Regions from separate parts of the Mus musculus genome. Here all the other regions are linked to region 5. The links are chromatin contacts, called in public Hi-C, Micro-C and promoter capture Hi-C maps. All regions are on one chromosome and are shown on one strand. The core of a region is the stretch at or near the end of the contact, and the rest is flanking DNA. Distances in the headings are between cores, read along the strand shown. Region 1 holds the start of Fkbp4 (FK506 binding protein 4). Region 2 holds the start of Rhno1 (RAD9-HUS1-RAD1 interacting nuclear orphan 1). Region 3 holds the start of Tead4 (TEA domain family member 4). Region 4 holds the start of Vamp1 (vesicle-associated membrane protein 1). Region 5 holds the start of Ccnd2 (cyclin D2).

Region 1 (2,700 bases), core at 200-2,699, 1.3 Mb after region 5:
GGCTCTGTATCAGGCGCTGGAAACTACATGTGGGAAGGGAAACTACCTGTCTGGCAAGCCAAGGAGTCCTTTATCTCTCCTGCGTGTATAGGCAGGCGTCTATTTCTGCTTAACATTCTTATATATGGTGACCCCATAGGAGAGCCAATAGGTAGATATGGAACCCATCCTCTAAGGCTTCCTTGATAAGAATGTACAGGGCCCCGCGAAGGAATGGAGGATAAAAGAGGAACAGACCCCGTCTGGGAATCAGAACCTAGCGCAAAGGAGAAAGGGCCACATGTTCACGGGGAGCAGCAAGAGTTGAGGTAAAAAGCCAGGAGCATTTCTGGACCAACGAGGCTCCCTAAGGTCTCTGGTTTGCACAAGCCACACACACTAGAAACTGAGCAATGGGACTCACGGAGGAGAAACAATGGATGCAGGGAGACATGCAATGCAGGTTAGGATTTCACCGTCCTGGACTGCTGGCAGAACCTGCTCTGAAACGGCGTCCATTGTCCCGACCCGGGTCAGGGCGCCCTCCCCCTCGCTCCTCGGGCTATTTGCAGTCAGGCGATTAGTGAGCCGCTGGCTCTAAGGCAATGCACCTCCCCCCATGGCCAGCACCCAGTACCCCCCAACTCAGAAAGACTCAGGAGGGGCAGGCGAGGAACTACAGGTCCCGGCATGCATCGCTCTCGCTCTCCCCGGGCCGAGAAAGGGGGCACAGCATGGCCGAGCCCGTGACCTCGCTGGATCTCGGCGATTGCAAAAGGGGCGCAGAAAGGCACAAAGGGCTTTGGGCCAGGAACCTGCTCCCGGGAGCCGTTTCAGGTCCTAGCTAATGTTTAACTTTCAAGTGGGCGAGCCCTGGCGCACCTTCGTCCAGGTGGACGGCGCACGCTGCGGCCGAGGGGTTCCCGGGAGGCGAGGCCTGAGTCCCTCGGCGCGCCCGAGCCTCGTGCACCCCGCCCGGGCCCCCTGGCAGCGGCTCTCGCGCTCCGCTCCGCCCCTCTCAGCCGCACAGTGCAGCCGGATCGAGTTGGCGTTGCAGTGGGGGCTTCTTCCCGGACCCGGGCCGCACCCTCCGGAGCGTGCAGCCGCCGTGCCGTTTTCAGGGCTGCAGCCTGCGCAGGGAAGACGAATCCCCCCCATCCTCCGGCCGCGGTACCCCCAAGGCCCATGAGCCTGCAGCCGAGGACTCCGCGGCCCCTCACCTTGAGCACGCCCTCGTCCTGTTTGGGGCTGATGTCCACTCCTTCGAGAGGCAGGGGCGCCGACTGCGCCCCGTTCTCCGCCGCCTTCATCTCCTCGGCGGTCATGGCCGCTGGGCGCACCGTTGGCTGCGAGAGTGTGGCAAGCGCGAGCACGGCACTCTGGCCGCCGACCGGAGTGAGCGACGGGGCGGCGTGCGGCGGAAGGCGGCGCTGCCCACCTCGAACCGCGCTCCAGGCTCGCGCACCCGGCTATCCGCGCGCTCGCCGGCGGCGGCCGAGTGGGGTGACGCCGAGGGGCGGGCCTGGCGCGGCCCGGCCTGCAATTGGTCCCCTCCGCCTCGGGGGCGGGGCAGGGAGGAGCGGCACGAGCGGGCTGCAAAGGGGCGGGAGCGGAGAACTTTCTAGAGAAGCGGTTAAACGGGTTGAGGCTCTTGGACTGAGGGTACTGGAGTGGTTTGGTTTTTTTGTTTGTTTGTGTCGTTTTTGTTAAGATTTGCTTTTCTGGTTGATGGCCCCTAGGAGTGCCCTCCTCCTACACCAGGACCTCTGGGATCACAATCTTCCCTATGTCGTTCCGCCCCACCCCCACCCTTACCCCACCCCTCTGCCCGCGTCTAAGCGATTTTTCCAGATCCTTCTCTATCCTCAGGACTCCAAGTGGCGAGCCTCCCAAGTCCGGGCCTGCCTCGTGGCCGGCCCTGCTCACCCAGGCCCACAGCGGAATAGCTGGAGACAGGCAGTCAGATGTGAAGTGGCAAAGATCGGCCTCCCGTGATTGTGCCACAGATGCCCATGGTTCCAGGCGTGGGCACCTGAGCAGTGTGGGAAAGAGAGGTCGAGGGATTGAAAGTGTGGGCCCCGTAGGGACAGTTTCAGCCCAGGTGCACAGATCGGACACAACTTTGCCCTCCCTGCAGCCTGGCAGGCCCACCGCAAAAATGCCATGAGCAGATTTATAAGAGCCATAGACTTGTAAGTGGAGGTACGTGTGTTAAAATTCCTTTTCTCCCACCATACTAATCAGCCTTTTTTGGTTAGTACTGGCACACAAAATGGTTTCAGCTCACGCGAAAAAAAAATTTTTTCCCCCTTCCCCCTCTTTACTAAAGGTGAATAGGAAGGAAGGTTTTCTCAACCTGCTCGCTGCTCCTATGAGATGCCTGTGGAGTTCTGAGTCTGTGTGGCTAAAACCATGAAGTTCTGATTACCGGAACAGTGCTGGCTTGATGGAAGATCTGTCTGGAGAGGTCCTGACTCTGCCCAGCAGTTTAGTACCCAGTTATACAGCCTGGTGAGTGCTATCAGACCTGCCTATTGTATTATTGGCTTTGCGAGTTTTCATTCCAGTGTAATGAACTTTTTGTCTCTGTGTGCCCAGCATGGTGCTGTTCGTGGTCCAACGCAAGTGATGGCGTTTAAGTAGGCAATAAGCTAGTTATTATATGGTGCCTGCGAGATGGCTCAGTGGATGTTGGTGCTTTTGAAAGTCTTTAGACCTGGG
Region 2 (2,700 bases), core at 74-2,573, 1.2 Mb after region 5:
ATCAATCCACAATCCATGAAATAGGAAATAGGGCCACATCCCATCTCAGTTTTAGCTATATAATCTCTTACCCAAACAAAATCGAAGTCAGGTTTTGGCTCGTTTCTGCTCAGCCTTTGCCTATTTTTATTAATCTTTGAGATAGAGTCTTGTTATGTAGCCTTGGCTAGCCTGGGGCTGGCAATGTAGACCTGGCTGGCCTGGAATTCAGAGATCTGCCTGCCTCTGCCTCCTGGGTGCTGGAATTAAAGGTGTGCACCACCACACTCTGCTCACTCTTCAAACACAGTCTTATTATGTAGCCCAGACTAGACTAATGTGAGGCCCTTTTGTCTCACACCAGGATTATTGGTACGTGCCACATACCTAGCTGCTTACAACTTCTAACCGGGTTCCTTCAAATATTAAATAAGAACAAAATTCAGAAAGGCGAAGACCCTGCCTCCTGTCTCATAGCATACCACACTCACTACATCTTAGGCCTTTGTATTCAGCAGGCCTCCTCCCGGTCAAAGCAGCTCTCCCTTCTCTATTTACTTCAGGGTTTCCCTCTCTTCTGTGTAATGGGTAACAGATCTTACACCGCGTTCTCAGCTCCTTTAAAAAAAAAAAAAGGAAAGAAAGAAAGAACGGCTTTACTGTCCTAAGTCAAGATCTCATTAAAATAAACAAAGTTATCACAGGAGGCTGCGGGAGGGCGAGCCAGTGACCCCGGCTACTCCGAAGGCGGAAACACGAGGATCCAGAATTCTACACAACCTTGTGTCAGACAAAACCCACCGGCCTCTAACTTGTTCCTCTGTAGCTAGAATTCTACCGATCTGTTCATCTCATTCTGTGCTCCCTCGCCATCAGACGCTGAGGCCAGGGGGAGGACGCCCGGGTCCGCCGCTGTATCCTCCGCTCTTATCGTAAAGTACTTCGAGGGAATAAACGATCGTCCGGACACCTCGGGGGCTGGGGCCCGGGAGGAGGCGGCCACAGACCGGAGCGGGGCGGAGCCACGTAACCGCAAGTCTAGGGCCAGAAACCCAAGCCGGACCCCACGGAGCCGCGTGGACTGAGCGGGGCGGGGGACCCAGGGGTAACCGAGTGGGTAGCCAGCCCGGGGAAGTGGCGTACGCTGTCCCGGAAGGAAGTCGACCACTGAGGCAGGGCGGTCCGGGGCGGGGCGGAGCAGGCTGCTGGCCGCCGTCCGCGCGTCCCCGCGTCCCTCCCGCCGCCCCTCGAGCCCCGCCGGGGCCGCCTTACCCGCCCTCCCGGCCGCGGCCGCCGCTCCTCAGGACACCGAGCGTTCGGGGCCGGAACCCGGAGACAAGCCGGTGCCGATTGGCGACGCTCCGTCACGTGACCGCAACGCTCCGCCGGCGCCAATTTCAAACAGCGGAACAACTGAAAGCGGCGCTGCGGGACCCACCCCCGGCCCGGGCTCCCCCGTCACCCCGCCCCGGGCTCCCACCCCGGCCGTCCCGCCGGGACCCGCCGCCCGGGCCCGGCTCGGCCCCGCGTGGAGCAGACGCGGCCTGTGAGGTGAGTGGGGTGCGGCCGGGTCCAGGGAGGGCTCGGAGTCGGCACTGCCGGGGCTGTGGGGCGCGAGGGGGTGTTGGGCACCGCCGGGAAGAAGGTCTGAGCCTCCGGCCTCGGCCTTGCCGCCGCCGTGTTCTCCGAGCATCCCCGGACCCTGGGAACAGGCCTGCCCTCGGAGTCTGCATTTGCAGTCAACCCTGCCTCCGCCTCCACCGCTGCAGGGCGGGATCCTGGCTGAGTGTTGGTTGCAAGGTTCCCTGTTGAGTGTGGAGAATAATGGGGTCGTGGGGTGGCTCTGCAAGTCTCCTTCCGCTAGAAGATATTGGGAGTGTTAGGGAAAGGCTGGTCAAAGAGAGCCCCTGTGGTGGTGGGGGGGGGTGTCTAACATCTGATTGGGGTGGGGTGCAATGGGAAGGAAAACGAAAACTGAGATTTGAAGGTCGAGAGAACGGAGTATGAAGAGAGCTGCAGGGTGGAAGGGACCTGAGAACTCTTAAGCAGCTGGCAAACGTCAAAAGAGTGTAATCCCTTCTTTGGCAGGTGTCCTAAAGCGACAGCTGCTTTCTCTGTTTCTCACAGGATTGCAAAAGTGACAGGATTTAACTTAATGATAAATTATTCTATCTACCTATAAAAAAATCCATAGGAATGCTTTTTCTAAAGACTTCCTTCCTTAGCGTTTCAAAACCACTTTAGCATAGCCAGGCATAGTGGTGAGTGACTGTAATCTCAGCAACTAGAAAATTAGAGGCCAGAGGCTCAGCAGTTCAAAGCCAGCCTGGACTACAGGCGATTCTGTCTCAAATATAAAAGCCACCTTAAGCTTATTAATGATGGCACATCTTAGTATGAAGGAGATCAGTATTACAATCTTACTTTTGAAGCAGAAGATCAAGGTATATAGAGTATTATACTCACAAAACTAAAATATTGCCAGGCAGTGGTGGCGCATGCCTTTAATCCCAGCACTTGGGAGGCAGAGGCAGGCAGATTTCTGAGTTGCAGACCAACCAGGGCTACACAGAGAAACCCTGTCTCAAAAACAAAACAAAACAAAACAAAAAACAAAAAAATCCCACTAAAATATAGTTACTTTCAGGTACCAAAATATCATTGTGCAAATGCTTTGCAAATTTTGAAAGAAGAAAAACACACTTTAAAAAAAAAATTAAT
Region 3 (2,700 bases), core at 49-2,548, 1.1 Mb after region 5:
CTGCCAGCAATGCTCAACCCAGCAGGGATGGCAAGAGGGGCACCTCCAACTACTACTGTCAAATTCTCCCTGAACACAAAGAACTTGGAGACATTGTCCCCTGCCGCGGTTCTTCAGGAAGAAGTCAGAGCCAGAACCAACATCCTCAGAGCGAGGACTTGGAGAGGAGAGTCCTGGAGAGGAGGCATCGCACACCCACGCCCACTCCGACACTCGGGATTTCAGACAAGCACCTTCTTCAAGTAGCGATGCACACAGGGTCGCGTTTAGCACAAACAAATCCTCCTCCTGGAAGCAAGGTGAGTCACTGCGCACAGATATCTCTTCCTCGGGAACACCCAAAACTTAAGGATGCTGGCGCAGTAATACCTATCTTTGAACTCACTCACTGAATCGGACGGAGTGTGGGTGTGCCTGGAGCCCCCTGACACGTGTGTGCACCGCGGCGCGCGCCCCTGGGCTGCCTGCTAGAGTATAGTGCCTTGGAGTTTGGGAACTCCGGTCCATCACTCCCATCACTTCTCACCGTGGGGAGCAACGGCGTCTCAAACCCTGGGGACCTCTGCACAAGGTCCAGGCAATACACCTCCCTTATGGGCTCTCTTCTCCAGGCAGAAAAGTAGAAAAGGGCCTGGCTGAGGCTCGTTAGTCTCAACTTCAGCCGAGCGACCCTGCTCTGTCCAGCCCCTAGACTCCACCGCCCGCACGTGCCCCACTGGCCCCCTAGTGTTGCCCGGGACCACGCGGGACGCGGGTGTCCTCCGAACTCAGCAGCCTTACCGGTCCCAGGGTTCGGGAGGCGGGGTGGGAGAGCTCGGCCGGCTGCGGCAGGTCCACGCGGGGCGCCAAGTCTTCCAGCCGCGGCGACCGCTGCGGGGCCCCGAGCGCGTAGCTGAGGCCGGTCCCCACCCCCGGGACTGGAGTTTGCAGAGGAGCCCGGCAGGAATGCACGGAATGGGCGCTGGAATGAGACGCGCGCGGCTGGGGAGGGAGCGGAGGGAGTGGCGCTGCCACCCGCACCTTTGGGAGGAGACCGGGCCAGAGAGAGGCTGGGCTCCACGGCTGGGCGGAGCCCGGGAACCGCGGGCGGCCACGGGACAGGACACGGCGGAGACACCCGGGAACCCCGCGGACCCCTCGGCGCCTCTCGCCGCTCGCACCCACACCCCTTGACTCTGATCTACCGATTTCCCGCTCTCATCCAGCTCCCCACACCCCCGGGTTGCGTTGAGTCCTAACTGTCTCTCCACCACCTCCAGCCGAAAACCGTCCCCTCCGCCGGGGTGGGGCGCGCCTCGCTGCGCTCCTGGAGTACGCGGACAGGAGCAGGAAGGGCTGTTCCCTTCCCCGAGGCTGCTACGGAGGACACTCGCTCCGGGAGCAGGAAGCAGGAACTCCCGGCTCTGCTCCCAGATCCGCCACCGCTTTCCCTCGCCAGCCCTCCCCAACATCAGTCTTTCAGTTCTTTCCTTGTCCCTTGGGATCTGCAGAACTGTCACTTCTCAAAGAGCAGGAAAGGAGAGACCAGTCATGGGTCTACCGGATGCTGGGAGAAATAATAAAGATTAGGTCCCAGCAGTGGTTCATAGAGAGCTGGAACTTAGCTGGTTACCCAAGGTACAGGACAGAGTCGCCATGAAGTTAGAAGTCTGAGTTTTAAAGAAGGGTGCCAGATCAATTTAGGAGAAACACGTGAGCTCGGGCTGCGAGTCTTTAGAACCATTTGGCTTAAATCAGTTACTACCTAGCTCCCGCATTCACCTTGTCACTTTGAGAAACTTAAAATCAAAGAAAAGCCTTCACTATTCCCCAAAATCAAACAATCTCTGAAGCACTAGCATTAAGCTTTTATTGGTGTGGCTCTCCCAGCCAGAGCTGGTGAAACAAACTCGGGCCAGCAGTAAATCTCCAGAATTATCTTATCGTTTGCTCAACGCTAACAACGCAAGATGGAGATACACATACTACATGAGGGTAGGGTAGCACGGGGAGACGCTGAAAGAAAGTATTATAAATGTCAGGGTTGTGACCGAGAGAGGCGATCTAAAGAGTCCACGGAAATGCCAGCATCACCACGGGACTGAGTATCTATCCAGCCTCGCAAAGCGAGGACTTTGAAGGATGCAGCCCTCATTTGGATGTATAACTTCTGGTGAGCTTATTAAATGGTGAGTCATAACAAAGCCTGGTCACATCCCATTCACATGAAAAGAACATTGCAAGGCAGCAAGCGTATCTGTGAGCGTGAAGTACAGACTGTCCCACCACTTAATTGGACACTCCTTCATTGAACCTGGTACCAAGCTCAGTGCAGAAACAGACCCCTGCCTTCAAGAGGTTCACTGTCGAAGCCAGACAGTAGTTCATTATTGCAAATCCACATGAATTTGAGAACAAAACCAACAGAATTAATTCAAGGCACTGGGGTGACTTTCCCCAGTTTAATGTCTACTCCCTGTGTGTGCTAGGCAATGCTCTACCAGTGTGCTATGGCCCCAGCCTTGATTCCTTTTGGTTTCTGAGACTGAGTCTACTGAGTTAATCAGGCTGACCTTGAACTCTCTCAGCTGCTCTGGCCTCAGCCTTAGGAATAGCTGGAATTCCATTACAGGTCTCTGCTACCAGGTCTGCGGGGTGACCTTGATCCAGCTCTTGATGGAAACCTGAGTTCACCAACCGCTGTTTCAGGAAGGTTTGGTG
Region 4 (2,763 bases), core at 81-2,580, 1.9 Mb before region 5:
GCCTCTGTTTCTGCTGGGAAAAGAGTCTCTGAACGTCAAGTTGTAACTGTCCTATTAATGTTACTATGTTCTCTTTCCTTTTGCATGGATGCCTAAGATATAAACATTTACACTGCATCCAAAACCTAAGCTTCCACTAAATGTAAAATAAGAATTCTAAGGCTAGGAAAACGCAACCACAGCTATAGATTCCTTTAAAGCTGTGAAGCATAAAATAATGTTGAATTTTACAACTGATGTCTAGGAAAGGGATTCTACTGGAAGAGAGAAGAAACGTCTTTAAGTATTGAGAAGGAAAAATTGATTCTACTTAGATTTTGGAGGAGGAGTAAAGAGGAAAGGGCTGGGGCTGGAGAGAGATGGCTCAGTGGTGGAGGGAGCATATTGCTTTTGCAGAGGGTTTGGTTCCCAGCACTCACATATACTCAAAACCATCTAGGGAATAACCCTCCTCTGGCCTCCAAGGGCACCCAAGCATGCATAGATGCAGGCAGAAACTTGTACCATAATATATATATACATATGTGTGTGTGTGTGTATATATATATATATATATATATATATATATATATATATACACACACACACATACATACGCATAATGTGTGTGTATATATATATACATATATGTGTGTATATATATATATATACACACATATATATGTGTGTGTGTATCTATATATCTGTATATATGTATATATCTATATCTATCTATCTATCTATCTATCTATCTATCTATCTATCTATCTATCTATAGAGAGAGGTCTCAAAAAACAAAACAAAGCATAAACATAAAATAGGGAAGTCTACTTTAGTTCAGGTTTCTGGGCTGGGTTAACTAAGTCGCTGTGTTAACAGGTTTAGGGATGAAGTTCGTGATAGGGAAGAGAAGAATGAAGAATGTGGGTTTTATGGTCTCAGGCAGGGATGGTGACGGGGTGGTCCTGTGGCCAAGGACTTCATGAATATGCATTCACTGCTGAACCTCGCAGCCAGTTGGATTCCAGCGTCTAAGTCACTTGGGTTTCCTTCTGCCAGGTGCTGTGGGCGGGAGCGGTAAGAATGACAGCAGTCTCCAGCTCAGCGATTGGCTGGTAGGCACCATAAAAGGTCTAACTCAGCGGCGGAGACAGAGTTTGAGCTGGACTTTAAGCAAGCCACTTTTGTATTGGTCAGTGAAGAAATAGAAATAAGAGGACAATGGTAATTGCTGTAGTTGTGGGGGCGGGACTAGCAGGCCATTTCTCACGAGGATTGGACCTGGAGGTTTTGACATCATCCGAGAGGCGTGGTCATGTCTAATAAAGCCGAGAGCCGGCCCTGCACCTGCAGTAAGTTCCACCGCAGTTAGAGTTCCGGGTGTTTCGTGTGAGGCGGCGCTCGACAGTTCCGTCTGCTTCAGCCGCAGTGTCTCCCTGCCCGTCTCGTTGCATTCTCCAGAGAGGGGACGGACCTCCACTTCCTCTTTCAGAAAAATGTGAGTTGACTCTGCTCTAGGGTCCTCGACACCTCTTTACCGACTCTCCCCCGCAGTGTCCGACTCTGCGGGACGGGAAATGGCGCATTGCAGCAGCTGCGGCGACGCCGGGAACCACCAGCTCGCGCCGCCCCCAGACCGGGCCACCCCGGACTGCGGGCAGCGCTCCATCCCGCACCAACTGCAGCTGGCACTCCATGGCAGGGCGAGGGCGCGGGGGTCCCACGTACACCGCACCCTCCCCTCTTGTCTTTGTATCGTGGAACCCCAAAGGGGAAAAAGTGGGGGAGGTATAGATTCAGACAGGAAACTCGGAGACCCTTTCTTGTTTGACAGACTCTTAAAGCCTCTGGGAAGACTTATAGGTGTTCCTGTCCATTCTTGACTTGGAGTGCCCGCAGTCTCTGCGTTATGCATGCCCCTCACCCAGAGTGTGATGTACCTGCCTCATGGCTGTGAGCAAAGCTGCAGAAACTTAACTTGCTAGTTCTGTGGCGCCTTGCGAGTAGCTCAGAAAGTCTCAGGGGACAGTGGTATGAAATCTTAATGCAGCTGTTTATGCTAAGGCGATTTCCAGTGATCAAGTCCTAGCCAAATAAATATTGGAGGAGAAATAGGGAGAACAGTGAATTCTTCATTTTATCCAAAACACATAGTTTAGCCTTTAGCTCTTTTTGGCATCATCCCCTTCTGTGGCCAGATAAATTAAGAACTTCCCTTTAGGATCACATACACACAATGAAGAATTTTCTTTCTTTTCATTTATTATCTGAATCTCTTGCCTGGTGCTAGATTTATTTGTGTTTGTTCCCTCTTCCTCTCTCTCTCCCTCTTCCTCTCTCTCTCCCTCTTCCTCGCTCTCTCTATCCCCCTTCTTTGTTTGGCTTTTCCATATAGGGTTTCTCTGTGTACCCCTGGCTGTCTCAGAATTCCCTCTATAGACAAGGCTGGCCTTGAACTCAGAGATCCACCTGCCCCTGGCTTCCAAGTGCTGGGATTAAAGGTGTGCACCACTACACTCTGCTTGTGTTGCCTCTATTGGCAAAAGGGGGGCAGGATTTTGTATTACATAAGGGTTATAACTCCCTGAATAGGTTAGGGTGGAGTGTTTCTACCTGCCACAAATAGTAAATAAAGTGAGTTCTCCAAAGCTTCACAGCCATTTTATCCGTTCTCTGCATTAACATTCTGTGCAGTTTTTACAAGCCCATAGATCTAGATGTTTAGGGGAGGGGAGGGGTCCTTCTTAGTTGACTGGCTGCAGGTAGTTTCATGTGTGATGTTTG
Region 5 (2,762 bases), core at 139-2,638:
CCTGCTGGGGGTTGGGTGAGACGAAACCAGGGAACCCCCCTCCAGGAGGCATGCGGGACTCTGACCTCTCATTTGGGGGTGCCCCCTAGCCTGCTCTACACACCTCCTCCCCCGCTTCCTACCCCACCCAAATCTGCGCGCTCAAGAAGCAGCCAAACTGTAAGTAACCTTGGTGAACCGAGGGCTGGGGAAGAGGGCACGATCAGAAAGAGGGTGCCCAGGATCATGGGGTGCTGAGAGGGGGTGGGGGCGCCGGCGAATGTTGCCAGTCCTTGTAAATGGAGTTTGCAAAGCAACATGGCGAAACCACGGCAGGTCCAGAGCTGTGCATACGTGGGCACCCTGCTCTCTCGGCAAAGATTGCAAGCAAGGCTAAAGCAGCGGTTCTTTCAGATTGCCCTAAACGCACGTTTTTTTCAGTATGACTTCCGGGGCTCTCCTGAATTCCCTGTTTCTCCCCCACCCCCACCTCCTGCCAAAGTGCCAACGCGGAGTCCTAAGGCTCAGACGGTTTGCCCCAACCCTGAGAGTCGGGGGCGGGGGGGGGCTCTTTATATGTTGGTATGGATTGTTAGGTCGCAACACCCTCTGGGGCCTCACTGAAGGCAGCCGGGGTTGCTTCCACACCACAGGTCAGAAATGGAGATGGGAAGACGAGGAAGCCACATGCAGGCACACGCGCGGGATGCCAACCCCCCGGGGGGGGGAGGACATCCTCACTCACCCAAGTTTTCCTCCACTAGTTAATCTAGCAAGGGACAGAATTAGCGTCTCGCCCAAGGGTGCGGGGCTACCTCGCGCACGAGCGGGGGAGGCCAGCGCAGGGGTAGTTCTCCCGCAGTTTTTAGGATCTCTGCGTGTTGGAGGTAGGGATGGAGCGGCTGGGCTTGCCTCTCCCTGAGAGCGTCGCCCGCACACCTACCTCTAGCATCCAGGTGGCCACCATCCTGCGCATGTACGGTTGGATGTCCTTCTGCACGCACTTGAAATAGGAACACTGCGGGAGGTAGCGCTCCTCGATGGTCAACAGGTTCTGCAGAACGCGGTCTTCCAGCAGGTTGCGGTCCGGCACGGCCCTGCGGACCGGGTCCACCTCGCAGCACAGCAGCTCCATAGCCAGCCGGCCACCACTCGGTCCCGACTGTAAATTTTTTTTATTATTATTATTTTTTGGAGGTGCGGGGGGGTCGGGGAGTGCTTCCCTTACCTCCTTCCTTTGGCTGAATGGGAGATTTGGGAGAGGAAAGAAATGGCAAAGAGAGAGAGGGAGAGAGAGAGAGAAGAGTGGAAGGTGGGCGAGCGGAGCCTCAAGGGCCGCCTGACTCGCACCGGTCCTTCCCTCCGAACTGCCCGGCTCTCCTCAGCTCGCTCTCCTCTCTCGCTCAGGCAGTGACGCAAGCTGGAAGGGCAGTTAGATCTCCTCCCCCTCTCAGGTTCCTCCTCCCCCTTTCCTCCCCTCCTCTAGCGTCCCTCCCCTCCTTTCAATCTTTCCCTCCCTCTCCCCCCCCCCTTCCCTCTTGTTATTAAGGAGCACAGCAGCTGGCCTGACCAAACTTCAAACACGATCCCCGCTCCCCACCCCCAACCCCTCTCCCTACTTCTCCGAGGCCCTCTCCCCATCCAGCCCCGCATGCTAGGGGCCTCGGATAGGGGAACCCACAAACCCCATGGATTCCTATTGATTATCCTTTCTGACATTCTGTAGGCATACCATGGGGGCATAAAGGGTGTGTACGTGTGTGCTCTCTAACTTCGGAGGCTTGCAATGTGATCAGAAAAACAGCCCATTATTCAAGATTCAGGTAGATAGATTTACCATGTGGATGAGTTCAGATAACTTAGAAGTAGACCCCTAAATGAGGAACAAGGAAAGGCTTATTTGAGAAAATTGCAACCTCGCCAAACCAGGGATAAAGGTTATGCCCCTCAAGCTTAGACTCCTGATAACTTTCAAGCTGTTGTCCGCCCCGAGCCACGTGCGTGGAGAGGAAGAGGAGGAAGGGGTGGATGTTGGAGAAAGGGGTGCTTCTTAAGCCTAGTAGAATATGACCCTCCTGCAGAAACCTTTCTGTTCTTGGGGGCGCCATTGGGCAACGCGGCCAGCCTCTCAGAGCGGCCCCAGACCGGGGGCAGGGCTAGCAGCGGTTCCTCCGCGGGCCTCGGCCACGCAGGAAAAACCCGCTTCCTCGCCCCTGCATCTGCTGACAAGCCGCCCTAGGTGTCTGCGCGGAGCGTGGCCACATTGATACAGCTTTCTAGGAAATGGCTCGGGAGGGGCCAGGGAGGGGGAGAGGGAGGGTTTAGGTTTGGCTCTCCCTGCGCCAGCAAGGCCACCCTTCCTTTCCCCGGGGGCTCCTGAGTCCTGCACCCCTCAATCCCCGACCCCGTGGGGTCTCGCGCCTCATCCTTCCGCCAGGATTTTGGGGTCGGCTCTGACATGTGCTCTAAAGCATCCTGTGGTCAAGGCTGTTGGTAGAGGGGGACACGTTGGCGTTTCCTCACCTCCTTCCTGCTCCCACCCTGCCTTTAACTATATTAAAGGAGGGAGGAAGGGGCGAGGAACCACTGGCCCCCGCATGGTGGCCACGCTGGCACGTGCAGATAGCATGGCGTGGGTTGCACCTCTCTGGGCACACGGGGGGGGGCACTGAGTCCCTCCTTCCTTAAGAAGGGGGGATGATCAGGGACGCTTAAGGCTAGCGGAGGCTGAGGCTGGGGGGGGGAGGGGGTGGCACGCTGTGGGAGCACCACCCGTGGGCTCT

The links. Promoter capture Hi-C pulls out the DNA fragments that hold promoters and counts their contacts. A called contact is a pair of places that touch in the nucleus more often than the background predicts.
Region 1: a Micro-C map of the G1E-ER4 cell line shows a contact between it and region 5, with 7 times the contacts expected there. The contact joins the promoter of Fkbp4 here to the promoter of Ccnd2 in region 5. A contact is called at or near these places in 4 of 484 Hi-C or Micro-C datasets (CD4 T cells, the G1E-ER4 cell line and cardiomyocytes) and 2 of 115 datasets of contacts at active chromatin or transcription factors (astrocytes and pancreatic cancer cells).
Region 2: a contact with region 5 is called in a Hi-C map of muscle stem cells, with 2.9 times the contacts expected there. The contact joins the promoter of Rhno1 here to the promoter of Ccnd2 in region 5. A contact is called at or near these places in 2 of 39 promoter capture datasets (cranial neural crest and pre-B cells), 6 of 484 Hi-C or Micro-C datasets (the G1E-ER4 cell line, embryonic stem cells, erythroblasts and 2 more) and 4 of 115 datasets of contacts at active chromatin or transcription factors (astrocytes, embryonic forebrain, pancreatic cancer cells and 1 more).
Region 3: a promoter capture Hi-C map of embryonic stem cells shows a contact between it and region 5. The contact joins the promoter of Tead4 here to the promoter of Ccnd2 in region 5. A contact is called at or near these places in 3 of 39 promoter capture datasets (embryonic stem cells and liver), 2 of 484 Hi-C or Micro-C datasets (both in embryonic stem cells) and 2 of 115 datasets of contacts at active chromatin or transcription factors (astrocytes and pancreatic cancer cells).
Region 4: a Hi-C map of B cells shows a contact between it and region 5, with 6 read pairs. The contact joins the promoter of Vamp1 here to the promoter of Ccnd2 in region 5. A contact is called at or near these places in 1 of 39 promoter capture datasets (pre-B cells) and 1 of 484 Hi-C or Micro-C datasets (B cells).

What each region holds. Positions count from the first base shown.
Region 1 is chr6:128,437,207-128,439,906 of GRCm38.p6, forward strand. It overlaps Fkbp4 (FK506 binding protein 4), which reads right to left and starts at 1,450. Exons shown (of 10, transcript NM_010219.4): 1 at 1,200-1,450. The coding sequence starts at 1,304. It overlaps Gm10069 (predicted gene 10069), which reads left to right and starts at 1,551. Exons shown (of 5, transcript NR_028593.1): 1 at 1,551-2,181; 2 at 2,309-2,490.
Region 2 is chr6:128,361,588-128,364,287 of GRCm38.p6, forward strand. It overlaps Rhno1 (RAD9-HUS1-RAD1 interacting nuclear orphan 1), which reads right to left and starts at 1,324. Exons shown (of 3, transcript NM_001326585.1): 1 at 1,252-1,324. Foxm1 (forkhead box M1) reads left to right here and starts at 1,407. Exons shown (of 8, transcript NM_008021.4): 1 at 1,407-1,530.
Region 3 is chr6:128,299,515-128,302,214 of GRCm38.p6, forward strand. Tead4 (TEA domain family member 4) reads right to left here and starts at 1,299. Exons shown (of 12, transcript NM_011567.2): 1 at 781-1,299.
Region 4 is chr6:125,214,251-125,217,013 of GRCm38.p6, forward strand. Vamp1 (vesicle-associated membrane protein 1) reads left to right here and starts at 1,331. Exons shown (of 5, transcript NM_009496.3): 1 at 1,331-1,477. The coding sequence starts at 1,476.
Region 5 is chr6:127,149,660-127,152,421 of GRCm38.p6, forward strand. Ccnd2 (cyclin D2) reads right to left here and starts at 1,389. Exons shown (of 5, transcript NM_009829.3): 1 at 923-1,389. The coding sequence starts at 1,114. All of the region lies in intron 1 of 9330179D12Rik (RIKEN cDNA 9330179D12 gene), which reads left to right.